Regions from separate parts of the Zea mays genome. Here region 2 is linked to region 1. A link is a contact called in public Hi-C data. All regions are on one chromosome and are shown on one strand. The core of a region is the stretch at or near the end of the contact, and the rest is flanking DNA. Distances in the headings are between cores, read along the strand shown. Region 1 holds the start of LOC100277494. Region 2 holds the start of LOC109942247 (plant intracellular Ras-group-related LRR protein 5-like).

What was found. A called contact is a pair of places that touch in the nucleus more often than the background predicts.
Region 2: a Hi-C map of leaf shows a contact between it and region 1, with 5 times the contacts expected there. The contact joins the promoter of LOC109942247 here to the promoter of LOC100277494 in region 1. A contact is called at or near these places in 2 of 25 Hi-C or Micro-C datasets (leaf and tassel).

The regions. Positions count from the first base shown.
Region 1 is chr9:118,037,203-118,039,902 of Zm-B73-REFERENCE-NAM-5.0, forward strand. LOC100277494 reads right to left here and starts at 1,433. Exons shown (of 3, transcript NM_001374008.1): 1 at 1,018-1,433; 2 at 794-880. The coding sequence starts at 1,425.
Region 2 is chr9:118,403,566-118,406,265 of Zm-B73-REFERENCE-NAM-5.0, forward strand. It overlaps LOC109942247 (plant intracellular Ras-group-related LRR protein 5-like), which reads right to left and starts at 1,310. Exons shown (of 3, transcript NM_001351093.1): 1 at 692-1,310. The coding sequence starts at 1,238.

The sequences.
Region 1 (2,700 bases), core at 183-2,682:
CAAGGCATACATGGGACACCGATGTTGCATATAAAGTAGAAACACTGCCATAAGGTAAAAACTATTTGATGGCAATCTGTAAACTTTAGGGAAAACTGTGGAGGTGTCTAGTAGCAACCAAATATTTGTTTTACCATTTAAAAGGTTTAAATGGTGTGATAATTTACCATAACAGCATGTAAGTTGAAAGTGTCTAACAGGACATCAATTTGAGACCCCAACAGCTAAACAAGGCAAATAAGACTGCATTGAGGTAAGGCAACACAATATTTTAAGGCTTTTAAACATGCTGCTCAGCGTTCAATAGACAGTTCTTGCAACGTGCAACCTACTGTATTGACATGATGATCAACAAATGGCTGTTATCCTTTGCAACTTTAGCAACAAATTTTCAATTCATAATATACAGAGCAATCGTTCATAATATGATATTCACAAAAAAACCTTCATTTTCTATCCCCTTGACTTAGGCCCTGTTTGTTTACCCTCTAGATTATATAATCTAGCTTAAATAAGTTAAGAGGTAAACAAACAACACAGTTTATTAGGTGGATTATGTAATCTAGACAGCTAGATTATAATAATTCATAACCAGGTTAATAGGTGCTTATATAATCCATAAGTTGTATTATATAATCATGGAAGAAACAAACAGGGCCTTAATGAATAATGCACACATTAAGCTTGTTCAGTTAGCCACAAGTCCACAACTACTGTTACGTTTGACGATAATGCAGTATTAACTCCATATAAATATCACGAGCAAGGAGTGCGAGGCTAGGCGCGACATTACCTGGTCACAATAGCGTTCATGAGGGGTTCTACTAAATGGGTGCTTTGCACAAGCAGACCTCGGATGTGGGTAATCTCTGCACGCAATCTGCAATACCACATTAGAAAGATCGAAATTAAAGATTGACGGTTCGCCTTTGAACGCCACATCAGGAAAGATTGCACATTTCAGATTGACAGCTAGGCATTTCATCCCCTGGAGTATTGTCGCAATCGCAAGCGTACCTTTCCTCGCTCCGCAACGACCGCGATTTCGTCACTGGCGGCGGCGGGGGCCACCTCGATGTTGGAGGCGAGAGGGTCTCCGGCGAGGATCTGACAGTCCTCGTCGAGGCGCCGCTTCTCCCGCGGTGTCCACATCTCGATCTCGTCGTCAAGGACGAGCGGCCACAGCGCGGGCCTCTTCCGCGCTTTCGTCGTCGAGCGGCGGCCACCCGTGGAGGCATCAGGTGACGACGGGATTTCGATCACAATCAGCGGTGACGCCGCCGCGGGGCTTTTCGTGGCCGTAATCGCTGCCCCGGTGGACGCCGACTTCTTGGCCATGGCGGCTGTAGCCCCCGGGTCCAAGGGCGCAGGCGCGGGAGCGGGAGCGGGCACAGTCACTGGAGTCGACCGCTTGACATTAGCCATTGGGAGGGAGGGCTCGGAGTATCGAGCCGAAACCCTACACGGCTGGGGAGTGTTGCGATCGAACGGGGGGGACGTTGGGTTCGTAGGGTGAGTACTGAAGACGAGGAAAATGGAGGGCTTTTCGACTTTCGATTCGAAATGCGGATCATAACCACTGCCCACCGGTGGTTTCTGACACGTGGACCCATGTTGTCATTGGACCTTTCCGAAGAGGTGCGTGAATGTTGGGAAGACCCATGTTGTCATTGGCCCTTCCCGAAGAGGTGCGTGAATGTCGGAAAGCCTTTCTATTAAAAGGTCGCATCCGATGCACATTAAATTTATTGCGTTCACATATTAAATCATCATTATTTATCTTAGTTCTAACGTCTTTAATTGATTATTATAATTTACAAATAACATCTTTCACCACTATACATCACCACGTCAAAGAGTATCCTTAGCAAAATATACCAAGCAACTAGAGACATGATGAGTGGTGATAATTTAATATGTGCATCACGTGCACTAAACTTTCATGTGTACCAGATATGTTCTCTTCTATTAAACATATATACGGAACTACAAACATTACTATAATATACAAAATTTGTGTGACAAACATTATCAAGATCGTAAAACAACTCCATGTATTATTATTGTTGGACTCGGGCGATTCGTGACTGCGTCTCCCGCTCGAGGTTGGCCTCGAGCGAGTCGTATCTTGATATGGTTGGGAGCGTGTTTTCTTATGATCTTTCTTAGCCTCAAGCGTCTAGACACTCAAGATACATTTAAAAATATTCATATTAAGCAATAAGTAAATAAAAAGATACACATTACAATATTATCTTAAATTTTTCCTCTAATATGCTTAGATGAAATCGAGCTATGGGCATGTTGTGTTTGCCAATGTTTTGACACTTCATTGCTGGACTACTAAGTGAGAGCACCTAGAGGGGATGAATAGTGATTCTGTAAAATAAGCTCAACAAAACAAACTTGGACTAATATTGGATTAGTGAAAGTAAGAGCCAAGTCCGAATGAAGAGGATAAGAGGAGTGAACTTCACTTAATTGCTCTCACAAGGTGAGTATTAAACTTAGAGCAATTATAAAGTGAAGTGGACTATAAGAAAGAGTAGAATCGCTATAAGGTATAAAGACAAGTGACACGACGATTTTATCCTGTGGTTCGATCAAACGTAAAATGCCTGCCTAATCCATGTTGTGGTGTCTGTGGGGGACAGATATCCCTCGGGTCCACTAGAAGATTAGAAGACCTCGCGAAAGGCT
Region 2 (2,700 bases), core at 60-2,559, 370 kb after region 1:
CGTAGGGTCTGTGCTAATGAATAAACGATTCATCCAGTTGAAACCAATCAAATAAGCAAATAATATATTTGGGGGGGGGGGGGGGGGGGGGGGGGGCATTCAGAAATTTGTGCTTGCCTGTAAAATCAAATTAGCTATTTGATTCTGGTGCAATGTTCCATAACGGAACAGTCCACAGTTAACACACAGAAACATCACAAAGCGCACAGCCCATCATCGTGTCCAATTACCAGCACTAGTAAAGTACAGGTACTGATAAGAAATGCGGCCATTACTATAGCTGAGGTACCATTATGATGGCATCCTATGAAAAAGTCAATCATAAACAAATTATCATGGGGCGAAACAATATGTTACTATAGTTGTAGAAAAAAAAACCTTACATTGATTCAACTAACAAGTCCTAGTAAAGTATTCCTTAAAAAAATAGTCAGTGTAATGGAACTACGGACTGAAGATATGGTAAGAGGAAATAAATCTGGGTGACAAGAAAAATTGACAACACAAAACAAGGACAAGTCAACATAAACCACACCAATCAAACGATCAACTTGGTTTGTAACAGCTAATCAACTCAGGTTTGGACAACGAAATCGAACGGAATAGCGTAGCGCCTGCGGAGCGAAAGCTCACCTAAATTTGCAGGGGAAATACAGATACCGAGAGACCGATTAGGAAGGAGTAGTAGTACCTGCCGAAGCAGCACGACGCAGCGACGAGACGGACTTGGGTTCCAGTCCCAAGCCGCCCTTGCTCCCGCGACCAATCTCGGCTGGCGCGGCGTCCAGCTCCGTGTTCCGGGTGGCGTCGACCTCGACGACCTCGTCGTGGTCCACCGCGGCACCACCCGTGCCGCTCCTGGCCCCGGCACCACCGCCGGGGGACAGAAGACGCGACGCCCGCTGGATGAGGTCGTCGAAGAGCCTGAACCGCCTCTCGAGCTCGAGGACGTGCGCGGCCTCCTTGCGCTGCTGCAGCGCGCGGAGGCGCACGGAGCTGCGCCGGGCCTCCCACAGCACGTCGAGGAGCTCGGGCGGCGCGCCCCCGCGCGCCAGCGCCTCCTCCCTGTCGATCTCGGCGAGGCGCGCCTCCTCCTCCGCGGCCGCCGACGCCAGCACCGCCGCCGCCGCCTCCACCTCCTCCACGGCCGGGCGCGGCGGCAGCTCCCGGTACAGCCGCGTGAGCTCCTCCACGGCGCCCGCCGTGGCCGGGGACGTCGTCGGCCCGGCCGCGGCCATCTCCGTGCCGTACCCGCGCAAGCTCCGCGGAGGATGTCGTCGCGACTCGCGAGAGCGTAGGTAGATGGAGATGGAGATGGAGAGCGAAAGAGTGGAGCGGCCGCCGGCTGGTAATGATGGTTCGGCGTAGACGGGTGGGCCGTGGGCGTGTATAAAGAAGGTGCGGAACAGGAGGGCGTAATTGTGACTGTGAATCCAAATGTCTGGAGTGGAGACGGGACGGGGTCGGGATTAGAATGGATGCGAGGGAGCTCAACGCGAAAGAAAGAGGGAAGTGGCGGCTCCAGCCGGCGGGATGCCAGCGCTTAGCTGGCAGAGGACCGGGCGTGTCCAGTAGGATCTGGAACGAGGTGACTCAGCCCCCAGGGGCAACTGCCATTTGTGTGACCCTTCTGCCTTTATTAGTCCTGTCACAAAGATTTGACAATTATCGCCACTTCATATATAATTATAGCTGGATTTAGAGCCGAACGTCTTCTGCTCGCCAGACCTGCTCTGCTGCGTGTTTTTTTTATTTGCTGCACTTGTTTAAATTTGATTTGAGGGGGGACCCAGAGCATCGCGTGATGAGCGACAGGTAATGCCTGCTAACACTGCGACTAGATTATTGTTTCGTTCGCTTCGGTCCACTCGATGACAGTACAGCAAGAATTTTTCAACGGACAGAATGGGAGGCCGCCGCCGCCCCGGTTTTGGACGTACGTACCCAGGCTGCCCATTCCTGGCGACCTCGTGCGTACCGGACGGCCGATGGTAGTATATGAGCCTGTCCGAGAGCGCTCCGGCTCCAGAAAACCAGATTACCAAGTACTCCAGCTCAACCGTGGATCTAAAATTTACAACATCATTTATTAAATGATGTCTATTAAGCGATATATAAATACTAATTAAAAAAACAAAAGAGATAGAGATGCGAAGAGCTCGTATCTACACCCGTGCGTATGGAAGAACCTGCCGATGGCCCTATCCGAGGACGAGAAAAGACGCAACTCCCTCCGACTTCGTCGATCGAGATGGGCGCCAATGCTGGCCGTTGCATTGGACGGTCGATAGAAACAAAAGCAAACCGAGCTCTCCCATGCATGTTTTCCTTCGTCAACGGCCGGCTGCCTAGACACGCTTTTACCGGATCCAATGCGCCGTTGTTTGCTCTCTCAGCTAAACTAGAGCCTCTTTGCTTCGGTCCAGCCCGCATGCCGTCTACTGGATGGGCGACGAGCTGGTTGAGGAGTCCTTGTTTCATTTTGGTAGTTGGGTACCGAATTAGTTAGACTTTACTTCAAAAAATTAGGTGGACTAATACGAGCTTAGACGGAGACACACATACGCACGCTAGCTAGCACGAACTCTAGATACATGTAGTAGGAAATGGATTGGAGTTGTTCAAATGCTCAATTGTGTGTCAATAAAGAAGCTCATTGCATATAGGAGGACACCGACATAGTGTCATGTGACTAGGTGG